Regions from separate parts of the Mus musculus genome. Here region 2 is linked to region 1. The links are chromatin contacts, called in public HiCAR-type maps. All regions are on one chromosome and are shown on one strand. The core of a region is the stretch at or near the end of the contact, and the rest is flanking DNA. Distances in the headings are between cores, read along the strand shown.

Region 1 (7,795 bases), core at 3,840-6,339:
AATGATTATAGGTAATAAACAAAAACCAAGATGCTATAATTAGATTATTTCTACCTTGAAACCCTAATGAATTAATGGTTGCTACCACTGAGCATCAGGAGATGTCAACAACATGAAGAAACCGATAACATTCCCCTTGATGAAGAGTCACAGCACCTCTTAAAAGTCCTACAAAGGGATCAAGCATGTTTGGTCAAGTCCTCGAGGCCGGCAGCTATATTTTAGATGATACAAAAGAACATACCATGCGCCATGAGTGTACAGTCCCCAAAAGTCACACCATGGGAAATGCAACCACCCACCCACATCTACAAACAGGTAAGACAGAAAGAAAGCAAACAAAGTAGCTCACAGACTAAAAGGGTCTTGAAGGACATACCAAGATGTTGTGAATGTCAAAGCTAATTATAGTGTTTATGGATGCCTGATTGGATGATAAAACATAATGAAATACCACGTTCAGATGATACTTGTAGAAAAAGCATGGGGTGGCAAGTAGGTAGAACACATGGAGAAGTTGCTGGAATTATTTGTCAAGTATTTCCTGACCTAGATGATGTTTCAAGAATGCGCATCTTGGACTATATCACAGATGTATACAGCTGTCCCCCTAGTTCCTATGGTTTTCATTTTAGCTTGCAAAACATAAGGAAACAAGGTGTAAATTTGTTTAAAAAAAAAAGAAAGGGAAGAGAAAAGAAAGGAAGATGGAGAAGAGAGGGGAAGACATTTGTACCCTCATGAATCACCAGTCAGTTATTGCAATTAAAACAATTCTCTGTGTGTGGTCATTTCCGTGTGCAAATGCGTGCACATGTCCCAGACAGACATCAACATCGGCTGTCTTCCCCCATTCCTCTGCACACTATCTTTGAGACATAATCTCTCACTGAACATAGGGGTCAGCCCCAGGGATCTTTCTAAAGCCTTTACTTCCAGTGCTGGGATTACAGTCACACATGACCACATGCATGTAACATGGCTTTCACGTGGGCTCAGGACCTGAACCCAGATTCTCAGGCTTGTATGGCAAGTGCTTTCTTGGCTGTGATCTTCCAGTCCTAGAAGAGTTTCTCAGTTGTCAATTGTAACAAAAGTCAAGCAAGCCTCATGCTCAGCCAGGGTGCTCCCACGGGTGTGGGAATGAAGCTGATACCTTAGAGTGGGTATCAGCAGCAGTCTCCCTGGCTTGCCTGGGACCCTCTTTGGAATTTTTCACTGCCTGTCACTGGAAGATACAGTCTGATGCTGTTGTACCTGGTGGCAGGACAGTATCCTGCTCCAGGTTAAATGAGGTCCCCTTCTTATCTGCTAGCAACAAACGTCACACCTGTCACTACAAGCACTCTGTTTGCACAAAGATAATGGGACATCCAATGTATTAAAAATGTATTTCTCGTCTTTATAGATCCTATTGGGAATGGTTGGATTCTAACATTTCTTTCTTTTGCAAATTTTTCTATGCTCCAACCTGGGGACACTCATCTGCAGTGTCTGCCACTGCTGTGGGTTGGTGGCAGCTGCTGTTCACCGGCTCACTGAAATCCCATCTGTAAAGGTCAGCCGCACAACGGCCTTAATCAAGGTAAGCTGTGCTGTGAAACCCAAGAGCGGCAAGGCCTGTGCATGTCTAGACAACCTGGTCCACGGGAGGCAAGGCCGGTGCTGCTATAAGGAGAACCACTCACTGGTCTCCTTGTGGTTTCCACCATGAGAACTGACTCGGATTTCAAGGGTAGCCTCAGTGAGTGGAATAAATCAGTTCAGGGGATGGTTAGCACTACCAATACAGTCCGGAGCTCCTACTTCAGACCAGGTGGAATGAGGGACAACAAGATGCAAGACACGATGTTGAAAATACCTCACTGCCCTTGCTCTGCCCTGCAGTCTCTCTTCCCCAGCGCAGGAGGTCTGGAAGCATGGATCGATAAGGTCAAGCCATGGGGAAAACAAAAAACTAGAAACTGAGCTGGCATAGCATGGGCAAAATGCTGATCTGCAACACCAGCTAACCCAAGCTTTGCAAAAGAAATTCCCAGGCTCCTGCAACAGCATCCGAACGCGTTCTAACTTAAGCTACGCGCTACAGTTCTCCACTTCCAGAGATGCTTTCCACAAATTAACTTTAAGGGTACTCGCTTTCCTCCCCTGTATCCTGAGAAAGTGTCCTGCGGTACCAAGTATAAGAAATGAATAACAATGAAAAGATTAAAATAACAGGAAAAAAATGATTTTTTAAATCTCACTCTCCTGAGGCAAGTGAATTAGCAGTGTTGCTAAAACACAATGAATCAGAATTAATCTCTTTGGGACTATAAATTATTGAAAAGTAGGCCCTAAATTTTCTTCTTTATTCCTAGTAACAAATATCTCCTAGGGGCAGTCATCGCATAAACAGGAATAGACTCTGAGATCTGTCTACTAGACAGGACACAACAGAGCTGTGGTGCACACCAGCCACCCGGAGCCTGGTCCTACCTGAGAAGATTGAGGGACATAAGCACCTGAGCTCCGGCCCTGACATTTATCCAGTCTCAGTTGATTCTAAAATAAATTGATAAGGCTTAGATTTTCTTGACCTCCTAATCCTTGGGACCAAAAGTACCAGGTGAGTGAAATTTGTCTTTTGTGCTTTGCTCAAAACTGCTTGGCCATGATTAATCTAGAGTATTCAATCAAAAAAAAAAAAAAAAACCCCTCCATCATGAGATGTCAGTAAGGATCAGCCTCTACCTGGTCCTGGCATTTTCTCTATGTAGGAAAGCTGGAGAATGTATAAGGCAAAATTCTGTGTCACTCTTTGGAAACATGACATTCCCTACGGCAGGCATTGTAAGGACATACATTTCCAGGGAACAAAACCTCCCTTTGCCCAATGCCTGGGCCATCAGTGGTGTGAAAAACCATTCCTTGCTACCACACAGATTTCCCTGGGTCCTGAACCAGTAGGATAAGTGCTCCATCTTTTCTCCTCGTCTGATGGGTGCCATGGGAGCCTAACAAAGCCAGCTGGTGATCTCAGCATGACTAATAGACTCACTGTCCCAGTCACAATAGTTGGACAACTGTGTCCTTGGAGGTCTACTGGCCCAACATGACCTGTTGGCTCCTGTGTCACCCAGCCGCCACCTGACATCACACAACAGAGACAGAGCATGTGCAGGGGGGAGATAAGGCTGCAGCATGTGTCCTTGGCGGGAGAAGTGATTCCATTTCATTTTTGAGAGACGACAGTAGGCAATAATTATACAATTTAATTATTCCTTTGGGTTCCACCTAAGCTAACACGGGCATGCACACACTACACCACCAGCCACCAATCTGCTACCTGTGGCAGAGGAAAAATATCATGGTATAAATGAAGAGCAAATCATAAAATGAGTGTCTCCAAGTGGGTGAGAAGAGGGTCTTCCATCTAAGAAGTGACAGCCCAGCTTGCAGAATAAAGGGCTGCCTGAAGGATTTGCCTGGCTCTGTTGCTTTTTTTTACAAAGTAACACCTTCATTTGCATAATAATAACCCAATTATTGTAAGATTAGGTGACAGGAATCTCATTATTGCTATTTCCACAAAACAGTCGATATTCTATTCAATATCTTTTAATGTTACACACCTTAAAAACGTAATTATTTCAATATGCCCTCATTCATCTTTAATGTAATTTCCCTTTTGAAAGACCCTGCCATAATTGTTAGCTTTTATGGAATATCTACTGTTTGAACAAGCATTTCTCCCCTTTGGGCTGCCGTAAGAATGAGCTAAACCAACCAACAGCTGGAGGGGATGTCTGCTCAGCTCTCCACCCCCACAGGAGAAGTCCACCAAAAGACCAACTTGAAGCTGAGCTTCTGGAAGCCTGTGGCAGCACCCTCCCTCTGCTGGCTTCCCAATGCTCATCCCACCCACCCCACTTCACTCCCTTCATGCTCCACAGAAAATGCTCTCTACATGAATTTGGGTCTTGAGGCAGCTTGGAAAGTGTTAGCAAATACATTCTGTTAAATTTCGAGTTATAGAATCTGGGTTTTTTTGTGTGTGTGTGTGTGTGTGTGCGTGGGGAGGGTTGTTTTATCTTTTTGTTGTTTCTGATTCTCTCTCTCTCTCTCTCTCTCTCTCTCTCTCTCTCTCTCTCTCTCTCTCTCTCTCTCACCACATTGTAGTTCTTTTTTAATGCCTCTGAGACAGCTGACACACCAGGGGGACCATCTGCCAGCCATAGGGTTACCTGCCATGGGCTTTTACAGTTTCAATTACAAGGTAATCCATGTGGGAAGTGGCTGGTTACAAGATTAACAGGTGAAAACAAAACAGGAGACAGAAGGGAGGGTACATCAAGATCCTACAGGGCCATAGCTGCTCACTTCAAAATGATAATGAGAAAAAACCTTTAGAGAAATAGTAGTTACATTGTGTCTTTGGAGGAGACACATCAAAGAGCTGTGGTCTGGATTCTATAGTTAACTGTCCTAGACCCAATGACCCTGCCAACAGCACCTGGGTGTGAACCCCTCCACATTTAGAGAGTGTTCTGAGCAAGTATGTTTCATGTGCACCTCTCTAGATGATTTGACCGACTGCATCTTCATGCTTTGAGCCCCATCAGAGCTTTGAGGTCCACAGCCATGGGAGAACACACTGCACAACCTGCTCTTCTAGCCCGTGGGCGAGCTCAAAGCTGCCAGTCACTGCCTTTGTCAGTTTATCCTTTCTTTCTTCTTTCGTGGGTTTTCCTCTTGCTATTGCTGTTTGTTGTTTTGAGATGAGGTTTCTGTCACTAACTCAGACTAGCCTCTTACTGTGTAGCCTAAACTGGCCCAAACTTATGGTGGTCCTCCTATCTCAGCCTCTGAAAGGCAGGGATAACAGATATGAGACCACAGGCCTAGCATATTTCATGAATTCCAATGCATTACTTGCTCTGAGTTTTGCCATTTTCTGCAAACATGGGGCAAGCACAGCTCTTTAAAATGAGTTTAGGTGTTACAAATCACATTTCACCAGAACAGAAAATATCTGGTTTAGTCAGCCTTTACTGGAACTCAGCTATCTAAGTTAGCACTTTCAGGTCACTGGGCTGCCCATGAGACATGGGGCTGAATGACAAGGCTGTGAGTCACACGGACTTTCATCCCCCAGTCTTCCCTTTGAGAGAGGGCTGAATTGACAGTGAACACTTGAAGTCACCATGCAATGGGAACTAAAACCCAGGTCTCCAAACCCTGGCCCAGAGCTCCTGAGTCTCCCGGGCAGCCCTCTAGGTTTCAGCTTCATGCAGACTAAGGCAGACACTAAGGTGACGCTATCAAACAGTGGCCAAGAAGACACAGATGAAGATGAGTAAATGACTATCTCTCAATTATACACTGGGTGGCTGGCCATGAGCCACACACAGGGCAGCCGTGTGCCACACATCAGGTAACTGTGTGCCACACACGTGGATGGCTGTGTGCCACATATCGTGTAGCCGTGTGCCACTCAGGGATCTCTTACAGCGATTCACTTGTTTTCTGAAACTCGGTCTCACCATGTGGCCACATTTCTCTGAATCTCACCATGTTGACCCAGCTAGCCTGGCACAGCAGGGTTCTCTGTTCATCCAGGGTTAGGCTTAGAGTAGTGTGTCACCATGTCTGGCCCATGCACTGCCTCATGGTAAACATCAGAACTCACGGTGTCTGAAGAAGATAGTCTGAAAGGTTTAGAAGATTGCTTAAGATCACAAGATAGCAAAGGACCAGAGTCAGGATTTAACGCCGGGGATGTCCCAGAAACAAAGCAAACTGCGGTTAGAGGCGTAAAAGTGAAATTCTCTCCATAATTTACTTGCTTTTCCCAGCCTCCCCCTTACTGGAGGCTCCAAACAGCCTTCCTTCACACATAGAAAATATGTAGGAGAATGGTAACCCTAGCCTATTCCATGTGTCCCCATCCCACAGTGCCTCACGCCATGTTATCTCTGGCTGTGAAGTCCCTCTTCCATCGATGTTCTTATCTCCCCCATGGTCATGATCCATTCCCCTCAGCGCTTATGAAATGAAACGCTTACTCAGCTTCCCTGGAAGTCATTAGCACTTTCAGGAAGCCTTCCCGCAGGACCCAGTGTCCTCCAGGGCAGTTGATTTGTCGTCCTCTGTTACTGCCTGAACTTTAAAACCACCTATGTACACAATGATTAAATGCATGATTTAATTTTATACATTGAATTTTCACATTCAAATATTTATAAGCCACCACTTCTTCACGCAGAGAGAGAGGCCTGCAGGTATGTGCGGATACATGTGTGTGTGTGAGCAGGCAGAGGCCAGAAGTCACTGTTGAATGCCTTCCTTAGTCAACGTCCCACTTGATTTCTTGGGGCAAAGCCTCTCACACTGAACTCAGATTTCACCAGTTTGGCAAGATCAGCAAGTTCCCAAGTGTTCTCCTGCCTCTGCCTCCACAGCTGGGATTGCAGGCATGCATATTTATAACCAGCTGCTGTGGGGTTATGAGTGAGTGCTAGGGAGCTGACCTCATGCTTGCAGGACACACAGGCTACTACTGACTACGTTATCTCCCCAGCCAGCAGTATCTGGGGAAAGCTCCTGGACAGTTGGTTACCTACCATGCCTATCCTGTTAGCAATGTACTTGAGACGGTTGTCACAGAAATCCTCAACTGCTACTCAATGGGAACCTTCTGGGGGGCTCTTGTGCTGTGACTGCCACGTTCTGACTTTCACAGGAACTTTCTGCTTCAGCCTGTTCCAGCAAAGGAACAGTTCCTATAAAGAGCAACCTCTTGACCCTGCATCGTAAAGAAGTGTGCCTAACCAATATTGATAGATCATTCATGTACATAGATTTGAATTGTCTGCAGGATTTAAAAGGTCACTTGAACCCTCCTGGGGATGGTAGACATCTCCACTCTCTTTACGAGTCCCCTTCAAAGTGTGAGATTACATCTGTGGGGGTATAGAATAAATACATACACTATGGTTAAGGTTTTTGATGGCTGAGATGTAGGGTTTTTGTGAGGATTAATTGGGTGCAATCTTTCATCTGCGTCTATTCAGCGTGTGTACCGTATATGAGCTATGCATCCAAGGACAGCTGCCATCCTATTTACAGCCCCATCTAAAAACAGCAACATTAAATCCATCTTCCATCTCTCTGAGGTCTTTGCAAGCGCAGAATCAACTCAGATGTTCTGTTTTAGAGCAAAATACATGAGGTGTGAATGTGTGTAACAGTAAAAGACTAACAGGCAGGGATGCACGCTGGTGGAAGTGGCCACCGGGGCTTGATAAAACATCCCTGCCTTTCCTAGTTCAGGAAGAGGCGAGGAAAAGAAACTAGAGAAAAACATCAGGGGGCAAATTAAAAAGGTGGGTCGCAGTGCCCACCCACCCCCATGCAGAAGGCTCAGAACCCAAATATTGATTTTTCAGGCCTTTTGATGCTGGCTGTGGAGACTTGGGACTAGACTGAAAGACGAATGACTGAGGTATGAGCTAACAGACCTCCCAAACCCTGCTCTGCAGCCCAGACTTCTTCAGGGTGAGTTAAAAGTGATCTTTCAGGTTGAGAAAGAGGGGAAAGCTGTGTGTTGGTTATCTGTTGGAACACTGCACATGAAACCCTTTAACGCAAACTCATGTAAATTTGATGACTATTATCAGAAGAGGCAAAACTCTTGATTTTATAACCAAACTATGACTAATCCTTCTGACTGATCCGAACAATCCTAGAACATTCATTCCAGGCATCAATCTTCCACTCCATGTCTCTGAGATACACACTCCTGTTTCACCAA
Region 2 (7,795 bases), core at 2,410-4,909, 320 kb after region 1:
TGCTGTGGGAAACATCAGGAGAAAAGCAGCATAAGGGAGGAAGGGCTGGTTCCGCTTCTAATTCCAGGTCACAATCTATCTTTCAGAAAAAGTCAGCCCGGCAGTGGTGGCACACACCTTTAATCCCAGCACTTGGGAGGCAGAGGCAGGTGGATTTCTGAGTTCCAGGCCAGCCTGGTCATAAAAGTGAGCTCCAGGACAGCCAGGGCTATACAGAGAAACCCTGTTTCAAAAAACCAAAAAAAAAAGAAAGAAAGAAAAGAAAAGAAAAAGGAAAAAAAAAAAAGAAGTCAAGGCAAGATTACAAGCAGCCAGGCACATCACATCCACAGTCAGGAACAGTAAGAAGCAAATGTGCCCCCACGCCTGTTGATTGTCATCTAGCAAACAGTGCTTCCTTCACCCAACAGCCTGGCTTTTCCTGTGTCGATTAACAATGCATCCCCTACAGGCATGCACGCCCACAGGCCTAGCCCATCCAGGCAGCCCCTTACTCAGCCTCTTCCTACGCGGCACTACATTGTAGCAAGTAGGCATTTAATACTATTGCCCTGTGTGATATTTAAACCAGGTTAAACACACCTCTCTCTTCACTTATTATTTCCTTGTGATAAAAGCACACTCCTTTCTCCTAGCTTGCTGAAATGCACACTATGTTCTTCTCATCTGTAGTCACCCTACTGCGCGCGTGCACATCTCTGTCTCCTAGGTAACTACAAGTTAATTCCCATTGACTACCCTCTCCCTGGCCTTCCCTCCTATTCTCCACCTTCTGCTGACCTCAGTCCACCCTTGGTGCCTGTGAAACCAGCCTCCTCAGAGTTCATGAATCACATCATGTGCTACAAACCTGTATTATTCTTTCCTGAAGGTTTTTCCATTTATCTTGATGATCTCTTCTTCCAGCCATATTATAGGATCTTTTTCATGGCTGAACAGTATACACACACACACACACACACACACACACACACACACACACACACTGTAGATGTTTATCAGTTGATGGACACCTGGACACTTTCCATTTCTTTGCTCTGTTCATCATGCTGGCTGATGAGGCAGGCAGTTGTAGTTCATACAGGTCTGTGGGAAAAGTGTTTTGATATGTCTTCTCAATAGTGTTTTTTTTTTAAATCAATAAGACTTTCTACCTTTCTGGACTCCAATAGCCTGGGATAGAAAAGAGGGCGGGGGAATGGTGGATTTTTGCCCTTGTAATGAGCCAAAGGGGGCTTTTGATTGCTGGACTTTGATAGCTGGATCTTTGGAATCAGCCTCAGGAGGAAGTGGCCAAAGTCAAGGCAAGGAATAAGAGACAAAGACAGGAGACAGAGGACCATGGAGAAGGGGAAGGGGAAGGGGAAGGGGAGGGGGAGAGGTGTTTGTCTCACAGTGGAACAGAGGGATACCTCTGGATAGAGCAGAGAGCGATGTGGTGCCTCTTTCCTTGGTTGAGAGATGCCTGCAGAATTCACCCTCCCTCCTCCATCTTTATGGCTTCTCTGCTGGCTCATCCCAGCAGCCCCTCGTGCTCTGACCCTGTATCTTCTGAGGTTGCTGGATCGTCCCAGGGGCCCCTCATGTGCTGACGATCTATCTTCTGAGGTTAGGACACACCTTTGCTCTTCTGTTGGCACATTTCAGGAAAGTCACTTATGTCACAGTGGTCATCGACCCCTTCCTTCTGGCTCCCCTTTATTAGCTGATCACGATGACGTTCCAGGGCTGTCCTGTCTCTGCCTCACAACCCTCTGCTGCTCTGGTGAGATGCCTTCTTGATTCGATACTGTTTCTACCTCAGAGAGCAAGCCACTATCACTGGCATCTGAATTACCAAGGCCTGCCACTGGACCTTTCTGCCATTCACTGAGAACGTTCAATATAAAATCCAAGAGGGGTCCTTTTCAGAAGCAAGCCCAATGGCACCTGCCTGCCCTCTGCTCAGAGCCTCCTTGCAGTTCCCACTGTGTTGGAAGTTTAAACTGTCATCATATCCCAGGAGCCCCACCCCATCTGCCCTGCTCACACCCCTTCCTGCTCCTGCCCACTCTCTCCACCACCCTCTGTCCCTCCAGCCATGGCTCTATCTATTCCTTACCCTGCTGCTGGAACATTGCGTAGTCCACAGAAGCAGAGGACTGGGTTTGGATCCCTGTAGATCCCAATGGCCCAGAGCAAACACCCTGCACATAGTTAGCATCGAACATGTAGCTGTTGAGTAAGGGCACCAAGCTTGTGAACATAAAGGTAATTCGGACATGCTTTCTCACAAATAGACTCAAGCCTACCATTGAATTTCTTTTTGATAGCCTTTAACAGGACAACTGTATGACCCCTCCAAACCCCAGAGACTATGACAGAAGAGGAAACAAAAAGACTATATGAACCGGAAGATGGGGAAGAATACTGTGTGACACCATCTTGTGGATATGACATGGCTGTTGCAATAATGAACACTCAGCACCTATGGCCACCTGCACAAGACATACATACATGCAGACAGACAAGAGTCTGGAGAGGTGGCTCAATTGTTAAGTACACACACTGTGCCCCCAGAGGACCAGAGTTTGGTTTCCTGCACTGTGTCAGATAGCTCATCACCACCAGTAGCTACAGATCCAAGGGAACCAGTAGAATTGGCTTCTGCAGACACTACACTCATGTGCACGTGTGCAAATGCTTGCCATATCAGATACATCATTATAAATAAATAAATAAATAAATAAATAAATAAATAAATAAATAGGGCTGGAGAGATGGCTCAGAGGTTGAGAATACTGACTGCTCTTCTAGAGGTCCTGAGTTCAATTCCCAGCAACCACATGGTGACTCACAACCATCTGTGATGGGATCTGATGCCCTCTTCTGGCCTGCAGGCATACGTGCAGGCAGAACACTGTATACATAATAAATAAATCTTTTTTTTAATTTTAAAAAATATTTTTAAAGTTTTGAAAGAATTCTTTTGGGTCAGTGCCATCAGACTAATAGTTTCTTAACTCTATATATCAGAAAAAATAGTTGATTATGAACTATATAGAAATATTTCCTTTTGAATTATTTTGTGATTTTAGTTACTGGACAAGAGAGTTCTGGATAAATGAAGAACCTGTCCATACACACCAGAAATGGTGACAGAAAAATTAATGTACACCTTGGGTCATAAGGCATATGATAAAACAGAGAAAATAAGATGTTTAAAGACTGGCCAGCCTGAGCATAGTAGCACACATCAGTAATTCCAGCAGATGTGCTTGGATTTCTGTGCGTCTGAGGACAGCCTGGTCTACACAGGCAGCTCCATGCCAGCCAGAGCTACGGAGAAGTCCTGTCTCACAAAAAACACAAAAACACAAGATTGGGAGTTCAAGGCCCAACTCCATGGTGAGTTCTAGGCCCAGGTCCTTGAGACACACAAAGAACAAACCACTTCTCTGAATTTGATTTGAAATATATATATATATTCTAAACTGAGTATGGCAAATTTACAAGGGTTTTGCCTGGTATTTCTTGGACATAAATATAGAAGTATTTCCCTTACCCTCACATAACTAAGAGTCAAACACACATATTCTCAGAATGCATCTTACACTTCTGTCTTTCCCCAAAACCATGAAGTCTGGCTGACAGGCCCTTCCTCTCATTACTCATCCCCCATTGAAGAAGAAACTGCAAGGGAAATCGTGAGCCCTGGACACACCCTCTCACCTCCTCTGCAGCCATGGCATCGCCAGCAAAGGATTCCAACAAAGCAGTCAGCCCAGCCCTGCAGAGTTCAGCTTGCTTCCTCACAGGGAGCCAGAGTCTTGATTCCCACTGAGCCTGGCGAAGATGTTTATAATTTGTGACTAAAGGAAACCTCCTGAGACCTAATTGAAGGTCCTCACTCTGTTTTTTGACATGACCATGTTTCTAGTAAGTGGAATAAGTTCCATTGAGGTTAGGTGCCCACTCCCTCTAGAACTGATGAGTTATTCTGGGGTACTCCTGGGATACAGCTTGCTAGACACACCGGGCCAAACCAATTCATTTTCTCTGTCTCTGTCTCTCTCTTTGTCTCTTTCTGTCTCTGTCTCTCTCTCCCTCTCCCCCTCTCTCCCTTCCTCCCCCTTCCCCCCTCCCCCTCTCCCTTCTCCTCCCCCTCCCTCTCTCTCATCTCCTCTCTTTATTTTTTTTTCCTTTCGTTTGTTTTTAAGACAGAATCTCATCTATTCCAGGCTGGCCTTGAACTTCTGGTCCTCCTGCCTCTGCGTTCCACAAGCTGAGGAAATCTGCATGTATTGACACACCTAGGAAAAATCTGACAATAAATGGGCACACATAATTTCCACATACCTACTTTTAGTCATTTGCTTTTTAAAATGCAGGGTATCAAAGGAGGCTGAAAAGCCTGGGCCCCTGAGTCCCCTAGTCTATTCTTGGTTGGCATATTGAGTTAACTTGGGGTGAACTGTAATCCCATATTGAAAAATGTTTGGTGCAGTTTGCTTCCTGCAGTAGAGAAAGCTTCACTTCAAAAAAAAAAGAGAAAAAGTTACCCTGGTCTAAGTTTTGAAAGTAAAATGAGTCGTTCTGAATACAATTACGCCTCGGCTCAGTTTAAAGACACTCTTTTTATAAACGGTTTAACATTTTGAGTGATGGTGTGACATCTTTAGAAGAAGTATTTGTTTGAGTGGTGTTTGCCACCATCAGAAGAAATCCCAAGTTTCTGAAACCGCGGCCTGCGCTCCGCTCCACTCCTTTGTTAGTCCTCGCTGCCTGCGCGCGCAGGGCTCTTCCTGTAACATATGGGATTTTATACAGTAAAGCAAAGCTGTGTTTGTTAAAAATAAAAATAAAAGTCTGCTGATTTTAAGTTCTCGTTTTTATTCCATGTACGCTACACCCTGTTGGGGGGGGGGGAGCTACGGATCATACTACGTTGCCCCAGATTCACGGTATAGAAGCCCCTGTCTCGAGAAAGGGGCGTTAATGAGAAGAAAAGCCAGGCTGCTGTTTACGCAGCCGCAAACATCACAAGGCAGTACTCTATGTTTACATTTGGCTGGAATATTTATAGAGGGTACGCGCTACAGTGAAGCCCTCTTCTCCACTCATAATGGATATCTTTGTGCTTGGATTCTCATATGGGCACAGTTGACATCTTTATCCCTCTTGGCGCCCGTTACTTCTGCATTAGTTTGTCCTCTGTGGCTCACTGTACTTTAGCAGCACCTTCTGGCTGAACAGAGACACTGTAAAAAAAAAATCTGTAAGAATAAAACAGCACCGCAACCAGCTGGAAGGGCAGGTGAAAAGGGCTGGTGGGCACTCCCATAAATCTATCCTTCCCTCCCCTGTGGCCTGGTGGAAGCACCCCGTTTCTTTCTCTACAATAATGGCCAACACCTGTATCTCTATTTTATTTATATCCTCACTAATCAGCATCTTTAGAGTTTTCTAAGGCTGTTCTTAGAAAGTGGTACCAGTGAGTGAGCACGTGGGTCCCTCTTGTGGTTGTGGGCATGGGTTTCAAACCCAGCTGGTTTTCTTCCTGCCTTTCATAACCAGGGTCTTACTCCTTTGTAGCTCTGCACCCAAGGCTCTCCAGCCCCACTTCACTTCTTCCCCTGCCTCACAGTGTATCAGTTGCCGTACTATTGGGCTCCACGTTCAGAAAGAGACCCTGCCTCAACAAACGAGGTGGAGAGCAATAGAGGAAGACGCCCAACATCCACCTCTACCCTCTACAAGTGCATGTCCATCTTCCTGTCTCTCAGTCCCTTCACAGATGTCCGTGCTCCGTGCGTGGGTGCGTGTAATTTCTATGCATTACTGATATCTAGTTTGGGAGATGTTGATGGTGATCTTGGACTTGTAACAAAGTTCTCTCACTTGCTACAACAGTGGCAAAGCTTAAATTCTGTTACCAGACCTTGCTTCCAGGCTTGCTCTTCCTTGTGTAGACATGAGAGAGCAGCTTATCTTTGCAAAGGATATCTTTCTCCACAGGAGTGTCCCTTCCTAACTTGTCTTCCTTTCTGGCACTTTCTTGTCTTTCTTTTACTGTTTAATTACACTAATTCAAGGAAATAGAGAACAATTCACTGTGCTAGGCTTTGCATTCTGATTCATACCTGTAAAGCCAAGCACAGGAAAGGCTGAGAGGGAGGGTTTCTATATGGCTCTAGGCTAGCCTGGGCTACAGAGTGAGACCCTGCCTCAAAAGAAAAAAGTTAGGGAGAAGAAAAAAAAAACTATGCTTAGGATCAAGTGACGTGGGGTGATCCCTGCAGAATACACCATCTGACCTTGGTCTCTTCTTCCCCATACAGGAAAAGGTCTCCCTAAAGCTTGGTCCTTTAGTGGCAAAGACAACTTTCAAATAAAGCCTTGGGTTGTGCTTACAGGAGACAAGTTCTTTACCTAGAAGGAAATCCCACAAGAAGGCAGGAATGTTTCTGGTCTATGGTCTCAGAACTGAGCACTTGACATTCAGCCCTTAGAGTCTACGTTTGCTCTGAGTGGCCTTGTGTTTTGTGCTTCTGTGTTCAGCTAGAGCACGTTCATCCTCCAGGACACAGAACACACTGAGTCTAGAGAGATACTCTATGGTTGAAAGCATGCGCTGTTATCCAGCGCCTACGTGGTAGCTCACACCTGCCTGTGATTCCAGCTCCATGGGATCCAACGCCCTCTTCTGGCCCCCAAAGGCACTGCACTACCATGCACACAGCATGCTTGCATGTACACACACACACACTCACTCACTGATGCACACACACAATTGTTTTCAAAAGAAATTGAATACATGAAATGTTCTTTCTGAAAAGGAAGTGAGCAGAGGCAGGCACGACTTCGATGCACACATCTCCCTCCTTTCTCTCTGTCATTCTGGGTTCCAGAGTGAAAACATGCTGTATTACATGAGTGATCAATAGATCACTAAACTTGATTGAGTAGGCACATATGCTTAGAAATATGCAATACACAAGCAGCAAACACAAAAACCCTAGACACAAACTACTGAAACATCATCAAGGTATCCATGGTAATGGACGCCTTTAATCCCAGCACCCTGAAGGCAAAGGCAGGTGGCTCTCTGGGAGTTCAAGGGTAGCCTGGTTACAGACCAGCCCTGGCTACATAGCAAGACCCTGTCTCAGAACAGCAAGAAGGAGCTAGCACCCTGTCCACCAGGTTGATGCTCCTTCCTTTGCTGCTGTTCAGCACTTCACTGACCAGAGTAAATCATTTTCAAGAGAAGACAGGGAGGTCGCTTCTGCTGCCTTTTCTTAAACGTTGAACGCACCATGTTTAAGAAAACAAATGCCCGTACCGCTAGCTGACTTTTCTGACTTTCCCTGTAGCTCCTATCTCCCAGGCACTTTCTTGAGCTCTGTGGCTCCGGGTTGTCAGGGATTCTGGGGGGTGCTATGCTTCACATTTCCACACCTTGAAGGGATACAGACAACTCTGCACATCGGACAGAAAGAGAGTTTAATCTCTGAGTCTTGCATTGGTAGAGACTGTTTGGGCCTCGAATGGGCTGTCAATCATTGCTGCTCTTAGGCAGGTTTTCTGAATCTCTAACCATGGGATTTACACTTCCCCAAACAACTAGCTCAACTATTTCAATGACTATAATGCGGTCCTAATTATTATAAATTAGATGAGCTGGCTGACAACGTCAGAAACATGGATGCTTAGCACCATCTAATGTTCAAGAATAAAACAACTACATGGTCAACACCAGGAAGACCATCCTAGAACAGAGCCTCCTTTTTAATGTGTGCTTAGTTGCCTGCGT

The links. HiCAR-type assays count read pairs that join an accessible place to other places.
Region 2: a HiCAR-type map of Th17 cells shows a contact between it and region 1, with 12 times the contacts expected there. The contact joins two enhancer-like sites. A contact is called at or near these places in 2 of 39 promoter capture datasets (the C10 cell line and pre-B cells), 3 of 15 datasets of contacts at CTCF or cohesin (CD8 T cells, large pre-B cells and pro-B cells), 58 of 484 Hi-C or Micro-C datasets (the 63-12 cell line, B cells, the C10 cell line and 27 more) and 4 of 115 datasets of contacts at active chromatin or transcription factors (Th17 cells, astrocytes, bone marrow-derived dendritic cells and 1 more).

What each region holds. Positions count from the first base shown.
Region 1 is chr6:144,635,647-144,643,441 of GRCm38.p6, forward strand. It overlaps a transcript of Sox5 not described here. Among named protein-coding and RNA genes, the nearest start is that of Sox5os3, 33 kb to the right of the region's middle. Within about 2 kb of position 5,090, at least 35 of the 459 cell types and tissues checked have an H3K27ac peak or open chromatin away from gene starts, as enhancers often do. A contact at or near this core is called in Th17 cells and Th2 cells, where this site is marked.
Region 2 is chr6:144,956,677-144,964,471 of GRCm38.p6, forward strand. No RefSeq gene overlaps it. Among named protein-coding and RNA genes, the nearest start is that of Gm46721, 16 kb to the left of the region's middle. Within about 2 kb of position 3,660, at least 22 of the 459 cell types and tissues checked have an H3K27ac peak or open chromatin away from gene starts, as enhancers often do. A contact at or near this core is called in Th17 cells and Th2 cells, where this site is marked.